Regions from separate parts of the Mus musculus genome. Here region 2 is linked to region 1. The links are chromatin contacts, called in public HiChIP or PLAC-seq maps. All regions are on one chromosome and are shown on one strand. Each heading gives the region's core, a stretch centred on a gene start, on an enhancer-like site or on the middle of the called end of the contact. The rest is flanking DNA. Distances are from core to core; before and after follow the strand shown.

What was found. HiChIP or PLAC-seq counts read pairs in DNA pulled down with a chosen protein or histone mark.
Region 2: a contact with region 1 is called in an H3K27ac HiChIP or PLAC-seq map of embryonic stem cells, with 6 read pairs. The contact joins the promoter of BC048507 here to the enhancer-like site in region 1. A contact is called at or near these places in 4 of 39 promoter capture datasets (embryonic stem cells, liver and trophoblast stem cells), 1 of 484 Hi-C or Micro-C datasets (embryonic stem cells), 1 of 115 datasets of contacts at active chromatin or transcription factors (embryonic stem cells) and 1 of 9 other capture datasets (adipose tissue).

What each region holds. Positions count from the first base shown.
Region 1 is chr13:67,797,604-67,801,860 of GRCm38.p6, reverse strand. All of the region lies in intron 2 of 4930525G20Rik (RIKEN cDNA 4930525G20 gene), which reads left to right. Among named protein-coding and RNA genes, the nearest start is that of Zfp273, 14 kb to the left of the region's middle. Within about 2 kb of position 2,535, at least 9 of the 459 cell types and tissues checked have an H3K27ac peak or open chromatin away from gene starts, as enhancers often do. A contact at or near this core is called in embryonic stem cells and trophoblast stem cells, where this site is marked.
Region 2 is chr13:67,860,999-67,865,572 of GRCm38.p6, reverse strand. It overlaps BC048507 (cDNA sequence BC048507), which reads right to left and starts at 2,247. Exons shown (of 1, transcript NM_001001185.3): 1 at 1,650-2,247. The coding sequence starts at 2,067. The coding sequence ends at 1,798.

The DNA.
Region 1 (4,257 bases), core at 1,286-3,785:
CCTGGTGAGCTGGTGCCTGTACATGCAGACACAGGACAGGAAGGAAGAAATGTCAGCAGAGAGCATGACAGAGCCTGAGTAATAATTTATACCATCACTGACATCCCGACAAGAGACTGGCTTCCACCAAACTCCTGTCTCAGGAAGCACTTTGTGAATATTTGGACGTATTTCCTGTTTGCTGCTGGCTAGCATTGACCTGAAGAACATAGGCATTTATTTCTCACGAAGGCCTGAGTTCTGAGCCTGCTTAGTTGCTTAGATTTTTCCAGAATTACAAGACCAACTTAGAGATTTTTCTTTTTTCTTTCTTCCTTTCTTTCTTTTTTTTTTTTTTTTTTTTTTTTTTTTTTTTTTTTTTTTTTTTTTTTTGGTTTTTCGAGACAGGGTTTCTCTGTATAGCCTTGGCTGTCTTGGAAATCACTTTGTAGACCAGGCTGGCCTCGAACTCAGAAATCCACCTGCCTCTGCCTCCCGAGTGCTGGGATTAAAGGCGTGTGCTACCACATCCGGCAACTTACAGCTTTTTAAAAGGTCTTTAATATCTGTCCCTTACTGAGGCGAATCAATATTTTATTAAAACTGCCCCAGGTCCTTGTGTGAGGACACTGTGATTGAGGAGGCATGATGTCTTAGTTCTTCTTATAAACTCATGAAAGAAATGAAGGGTGATACATGGAACACAAATCAAAAACTGATGGGAAAACATCACAGTGATGTGCTGCTTTAGAGGACCAGAGAAGAGGTGAGGCTCTATCACTCCAACTGGTGGAGGTCTTGTTTTGTTTTGTTTTGTTTTGTTTTTTGCCTCCACAAAAGTCTTGACACTTTTTCAGGTTTTCATGACAATTAAACGATCAGAACTCTTAGACGTGAGTAAATTATAAGTGCATTCTTCATTTTCAGATCCTGCTGGTTGTTTCAAAAAACTAGCTGAGAACAAAGTCACTGGAGGGAGAATTTGGGAAATACCTAAAAGGCGTGTGGGCAATCCACATTGCATTTACACCAATTTATATTCTACATTATTCCTGTTACATATTGACCTATGGGTATAGGAATATTCATTAATACTCTTTCTATTTAATTCAAGCTCAGACTGGCCAAGAAGTGTGGGGAGCATCCATGAGAGGTATCCATCTAGAGTTGCTATAATTAAGAAACTAGAGCTGTGAGTGAGCCAAAGACTTGCTACTGTGCTGATCACTCCAATCTCCAAGCGTAGGCCAGATGTGGAACACTTGGCATTTTCCTCTTCACGAGGAGCTCTCTTTATCTGGAGTGTTTGCACTGCGAAGGCAGCAGCTGGCAGCTGGTCGTGCAGAGTGTGCACAGACGATAGGATGCCTGGCAAGTGGGGAAGGGTTGCTGAACTAATATGCAGGTATATCCTGTCCAGTCAACTAAAGGAGAAAGGACACAGAACTGGTCAGACTGATGCACAGACAAGAATATTTAGAAAACCATTACTATGAACTATGGGTCTACTAAACACATTGAAAACTACTGTAGCATCCAGACAGCAATAAAAGCATTTTTCTCTGTGTGTACATAATAAATTTGCATATTGTTAACTGCTTAGTTTCTTACGTTTTAAAATGTACTTATAACATCCCGATAAGCTGACTGAGAACTCTGGAAATGTTCCAAAAATGACCCAGTGAGGGATTAAATTTTGATCTTCAGGCACTAGTCACACATTTTAATCTCCAGATGTGCTCCTCAGTGTTCTCCACTGTATTCTCTGCTCAGTATTATTTCAGTGTGTTTCAGTATCTCCTGTGAATCGATTTCAACAAAAATTCTAATGAGAAATGGGAGAGGAAAAGAGAAGAGAAATTCTCCACTTTACTGTTTTTAGTATGAAATATATTTAGTTGAGTGCAGGACACTTTTGTGAGGGATACCAGCTGGGGTGTTCAAATTTAATAATTTAATAGCTTGCATATTACGCACAGATTGGACTTGTAGAGAAATGAAATAAGCCCATGTCCTTCTGTCCTCTGCAGCTTGCTTGCTCCCTCTTTCTTTCTTCCTTCCTTCCTTTCTTTCTTTCTTTCTTTCTTTCTTTCTTTCTTTCTTTCTTTCTTTCTTTCTTTCTTTCTTTCTTTCTTTCTTTCTTTCTTTCTTTCTTTCTTTCTTCCTTCCTTCCTTCCTTCCTTCCTTCCTTCCTTTCTTTCTTTCTTTCTTTCTTTCTTTCTTTCTTTCTTTCTTTCTTTCTTTCTTTCTTTCTTTCTTTCTTCTTTTTTTTTTTTTCTTTTTTTGGTTTTTCTAGACAGAGTTTCACTGTATAGCCCTGGCTGTCCTAGAACTCTGTAGACCAGGCTGGCCACAAACTCAGAAATCCACCTGCCTCTGCCTCCCAAGTGCTGGGATTAAAAGTGTGCACCACCATTCCCTGGCACTATCCTTTGGAAATACAACACAAAATTCTTATTTGTTGGCTAAAGCAATCCTTAGTATTTACTACTTACTGTTGGTGCTAGGGACCTGCTACACCCACTCCAGTGAAGTCTGCCTGTCCGGTCGAAAGGCCTGGAGGCAGTCACAAGGCAAAGAGTTTCAAGGAAACTCAGCCTCCTGGAACCTTGACATTCTCATAGCCCATATACTCAAACCCTGTCCCCGAGTTAGTCTGGTGTATGCTCTCTTTCAGTATTGTTTTATTATAAGTGCCTTTAAAGATTGATTTTTGACATAGGTAAGCCTCCAGCAGTGTTCTAACATCATAGAAAATCCTTGAAGCCTATGAGCTTGGAATTCAGTAGGAATTCAGTAAGAATATTACCTATTCAGTAACATTCAAATTCACTTCTAGTAGAGACAGTGAAACTAATTAGGCATTACAAAGAACAGAGCTAGAATAGCTCCGGGCTAGTCTGCATTGCAATTACTGAGGACAATAGCCGAGTCTCACCCAAACAAGGGAATACACAATGGCCTAGTGAATAGGTGGGTTAACCATGGAAGAATTAGTGGAAGGTAATCCCCCTGGGACAGGTTTCTTCAATAGGCCCAAAGGAACAGCATAATCAGGTATTTACTAAGAACACCTGGTGGTGGGTTTAACATTAGACTAGCATTACATCTGGTTCCATTCTAAGTGGAAAACAAGGCCTGGTCCCCGCCATCTTTTGATGTATGAATTCCTTTTGTTTTGTGTCACTGTAACTCAGTGGATATGTCTGCCTGGCTTTTCTTGTTTTTTCTTCTGTTTAAAAAAGTCTGGTTTTGGGGCCTGGTGAGATGGCTCAGCAGTTAAGAACACTGGCTGCTCTTCCAAAGGTCCTGAATTCAAATCCCAGCAACCACATGGTGGCTCACAACCATCCGTAATAAGATCTGAGGCCTTCTTTTGGTCTGTCTGAAGACCACTACAGTGTACTTACTTAATAAATATTTTTTTTAAAGTCCGGTTTTCGTTTGTACATTACATTCAGATTCAACACACTCTCTCGTGTTGCATCTGTCACCCACTCTTGCCGACTCGGCAACCAGAAACCCATTCCGAGAAGCACTTGGGAGGCAGAAGCATGCAGAACTCTGTGAGTTCAAGGCCAGCCTGGTCTACAGAGCAAGTTCCAGAACAGCCAAGGCTCCACAGAGAAACCCTGTCTCAAAACAAAACAAAACAAAACAAAACAAAACAAAAAAAAACAAAACAAAACAAAACAAAACAAAAGGCAATATTGACTTTTAGCCATTGTAGAATAGCAGAGAAGAATACCCCTCAATGAAGAAATCAAAAATTTATACCAAAGCTCATACTGGCATTCAGAATCCCTCAGTATCACAAGTTACACATTTCAAAGTCCATAGCCTAGGGTTTTCTCCGTTTTCCCCTTGCCTAAATGCCCTTCAGTTCATGGGCTTCCCTTACCCCAGCTATTCACCATGATGGGTCCTGTCTGTCTGTCTCCTCCTCCTCCTCCTCCTCCTCCTCCTCCCCCTCTGCCTCTGCCTCCTCTTTCTCCTCCCCCTTTCCTCCTCTCCCTCCCTCCACCCACCCCCCTCTCTGCTTCTGCTTTTTCCATAGTCATGTCCAGTCTGCTGGCTATGTTTGGTCTACTTCTTGCTCTGTGCTCTAGACTCTTCCTGTTTTGTCTCTCATATCTATAATAAAAACCTTCCCCTTAACCATTCCATTGAGTAGTCATGTTTATACACTTAGCAATTATAGCCGTAAAAAGCACTTCTGAAGACAGAACCAATAAAGAGCATTTCCTCAGTCTCTGCTATCTCATACATACATGCATC
Region 2 (4,574 bases), core at 998-3,497, 64 kb before region 1:
TTTTTTTAATCAAGAGGGAGGAGAAGAAAGCTGTTGCTACGCCACCCCCCCCACACACACACACCTCAAATACCCATTTACAGCATTCCTTCCCTGTTTTATTGAAATGTTCCATTTGTAGCATCAACATTTAGATTTTGATTAAGTGGAAAACTAAGTTTATGAAACAAATGATCTCATAATTTTTTTTGAAAAGCCCCAACGTTGAGTGTATATACTTTCTTCATACAGACTACGGTTTCTAAAGCCTGAAAACCAAGCTTCGAATAAAACAGGCTCAGTGGTTAAACACACAGGAGTCTAAGTTTGTTCTTTGTCCAGCCTTTCCAGATTAGCTTGGGTAAATTCATTAAGACGGCTCCCTGCTGAGCTATGTCCTCTGCTCATTACACAGAGTCTGTTCCCTCTCTTCCTGCTGACACTGACAGACCAGGGACCTAAAATAGATCCTAATTATTTTCCATTACTCCTCTCTGTTCAAAGCTTTGCATGGTTGTTTTGACTGTGAGACCTCATTAACACGGAGCTCATTAAAACCACAGAGAATGGATGAATCCACAAGAACAAAACTTTGGTTGTGGTAAAGGTATAACGGGCACAAGGTATAAACAGGAAATAAATATGAAAGATGCCATTCTAGCTCTCAGTACAGAAACAATGCCACTCAGACAATACAGTAGGTGACAGTGGCTCCCAGGGTTACAGGGGCTTTCATCCATTGATGAAATCCTCACCTTAGGATCCCCAATTATGGACTTAGGGAAGACAGTTTTCTTTGCTCCTCTTCCCAGTGTGGCCATATTAAATCTCTCCCTTTCAGCTTTAAAAAGGGAGGGAGGGAGGGAGGGAGGGAGTGAGGGAGGGAGGGAGGGAGGGAGGGAGGGAGGGAGGGAGGGAGGGAGGGAGGGAGGGGTAAAGAAAGACACACTAGAAGATATTTTAAATTGCCAATAATATTTTTAAAGATTATTTATTTATTTATTTATCGTGTAGTCAGCATTCTTCCTGCATGTATGCTAGCAGGCCAGAAGAGGGCACCAATTCTCACTATAGATGCTTATGAGCCACTCTGAGCCACCATATGGATACTGGGAATTGAACTCTGGACCTCTGGAAGAGCAGCCAGTGCTCTTAAGCTCCGAGCCATCTCTCCAGCCCTGTTAATAATATTTTGAAATGGAGATACCTCAAGTGTCTTGTCATAAGAAGTATCTTGTGGCCTGAACAGGCAGTGACGCTATCTCGGTGGGCATGAGTGATCTCATTAGCATGTGTTATGATAGACTTCAACAAACAACACTGGATTTACATTCAATCTCTTTATAACCATCCTAAAAGATTTGAAAGACAAATGCATATTTCTTATAGAGAAAACATAGCTCCAAGGCCAACAGTTGTTATTCAAGGTCAAAACTCATAAATAAAAGGAAGGAAAACAGGGCTGGTCTGTTTTCTTGAACTTAATCTCCCCCCCCCCCCGCCGCCCCCCGCCACACCCACCTCCCATGCGCAACCGTGTTAAGATTTTTCTTTTTTTTTTTTTTTTCTTTTTTTTATGGCATCTCCACCAGATTTATTTTTAAAGGAATGACCTAAGGGAGAAAAAACTAGGGTACAGAAGTATGGGCTAGAAAATAAATACAAATGTAAGCTGTTTCACTAATTTTATAACCACAAACTTGTACAGAGAATGAGGCCCTCTACAGAACACAACAGGTTCAGACGAGGCGTTCCCTTAACAAGGCTGAAGATCCGGACTCTGGTATTTGACATTTAGGATGCAGTCAGTCCACGCTTTTACCCAGATTTGAAGAGAAGAATGGCCACCTGACCCAGGTAGAAGTAGACGAAGTGTTTGGTTTCGTACGTCACGTAACTACCGAAGTTCCGGCCCACAATGCAGTGCCAGGTGGGGTTGTACTTCTTGTCAAACTCCTTCTTGATATGGGCCGCAATATCCTTCTCTGTGCTGTACTTCTCCAGCGCCTGGATAGCACACCTCACCGAGTCCTGCTGCATCTCTTCCGACATGTCTACAGTTTTTATCACTGCCTTCCGATCGCACATGGTTACCGCGGAGCAGGGGCCAATCGGCCGCTGCGTGCCCCTAGGGAAGATGCTGGCGGTGCTCAAGCAGCAGCAGCAGACAGCCGGTCCCTGCTGAAGCCGAAGCCGTGGCGCATCTCTTAGCTAAATATTTAACTGTATGCGTTTGCTACCTTTTCTTTACCCCTTCAGGAGCCATTTGGTAGGTGGTTTATTTTGTCACAAAAAGCAAGAAACCGCCTCATTGTGACTGCACAATTACCCGCTGACCCTCTGAGGTGGGGAGCCGAACCCTGGAGACCTGGCTTTTCATGAATCAGAAATTCACATGTGTGAGGAAATGCAGTGGAAGCAGCAGACACTGCTGTTGCTTGAGGGAAATATTTTAAATGAACCGGCCTACTCTCCAATAAAATCAAAACTTTTTTTTTTTTTTTTTTTTGGTTTTTCGAGACGGGGTTTCTCTGTATATCCTTGGCTGTCCTGGAACTCACTTTGTAGACCAGGCTAGCCTCTAACTCAGACTCCCGAGTCCTGGGATTAAAGGCGTGCGCCACCACGCCCGGCGCACTGTGTCTATTTCACGAGGGGGAAAAATGAGCGTATTTCCCTAAGAAACTTCAGAAAGACTGATTTAAACACGCGGGACCTGATGAACCTCTAATGGCTTCATCTTAATTAGTTATACCTGTGATGCTCCTGTTTCCAAATACGGGCACACGCCGGAGCTCTGTGTTCATATTCCTGAAAGATTCAATTAACCCATAACATTTGCTGTCATACCTTGCTGACATGTTCGCAGCTGTGTTCACAGACCTGAAGATGGCACTGTGCATCAGCTGAAAACATTCTCAAACCACCCGCAACAGAAAAATCCGCACACTGCCCACAGCCCTGGCTAATACATGAAATTATATAAAGATTCAGATCATATTTCAATTTGAATTGGATGTACCTACGTTACCATTTTTCCCCCCATTTTACTTATTTGAAGCTTCTGGTTAATTGCAAGTTCCCAGACAAGGTTAAGAGAGCAAGATTTACCCACAGATATGCAAGAAAAATTTCCGAGCCTTTGCAAGTGACTCATGCCTGATACCCCCAACTTTATAACTACTATAAGCTCTTAGTTCTTATCATTTCTCAGCAGTAAATGGGGCCACTGATTAGCAGAAAAGAGCAATCTTCCTGGCTTTGGCAGCCCATTCAACTAATCACAGTACTTGGGAGGCAGAGGCAGGTGGATGGATCTCTGTGAGTTCAAGGCCAGCCGGGTCTACAGAGCCAGTTTTAGGACAGCTGGGGCTACAGAGAAAACCTATGTCAACAGAAACAAAACAGAACAAAACAAACAAACCAAAAACAAAGAGGAGGAGGAGGAGAGGAGGAGGAAGAGGAGGAAGAAGAGGAAGAGGAGGAGGAGGGAGAGGAGGAGGAAGAGGAAGAGGACAGACAGAAATAACAAATCTCTTCCCCATTCTGGGCCCCTTTTCCTTTCTAACTTTTACATTTAAAAACAAAGAGTTAATAGCAATTTAAGCACTTATTAATGTTTAATATGTTCACTATGGCACAGAATTCCAGGAAAAATATGTACATGTCTTATTAATTACATCTCTCAATGCTATCACCCAATGCTTAATAAAAAGCAACGAGAGGAGGAAGGGTTTATTCTGGCTTGCAGCTCAACAGGATTATTCCACCATGGTGGGAAGACAAGGCAGCAGGCAGGGATGATATGGTGGCAGGAAGTGCCAGGTCAGAGTACACATCACACACAGTAAGCAGAGCACAGACAGGAAGTAGGGCCAGCCTGTAAATCTCATGTTCCTGGCCCACCACCTCAGTACTGGCTGCTTTTGTGTGTCAACATGATACAAGTTAGAGTCATCAGAGAGAAAGGGCCCTCATTTGAGGAAATGACTCCATGAAATCCAATGGTAAGGCATTTTCTCAATTAGTGATCAACTGGGGAGGGCTCAGACTATTGTGGGTGGTGCCACCCCTTGGCAGGTGGTCCTGGGTTCTATAAGAGATCAGGCTGAGTAAACCAGGGGCAACAAGCCAGTAAGCAGCACCCCTCCTAGGACTCTGCATCAGCTCCTGCCTCCAGGTTCCAGTCCGGCTTGAGTTCCTGTCCTGACTTCCCCCAATGTTAAACTATGATGTGGAAGTGTAAGATGAATAAGCTCTTTCCTGACCAATTTGCTTTTTGATCATGGTGTTTCTTCCCAGCAACAGAACCTCCAACTAAGACACCCACTTTCACCAATAAGGCTCCGCTTCTTTTTTTCTTTTTCTTTTTTCTTTCTTTCTTCTTTTTTGTTTGTTTGTTTGTTTTTTGTTTTGGTTTTTCGAGACAGGATTTCTCTGTATAGCCCTGGCTGTCCTGGAACTCACTTTGTAGACCAGGCTGGCCTTGAACTCAGAAATCTGCCTGCCTCTGCCTCCTGAGTGCTGGGATTAAAGGCATGTGCCACCACCACGCCCGACTTTCTCTCTCTCTCTCTCTCTCTCTCTCTCTCTCT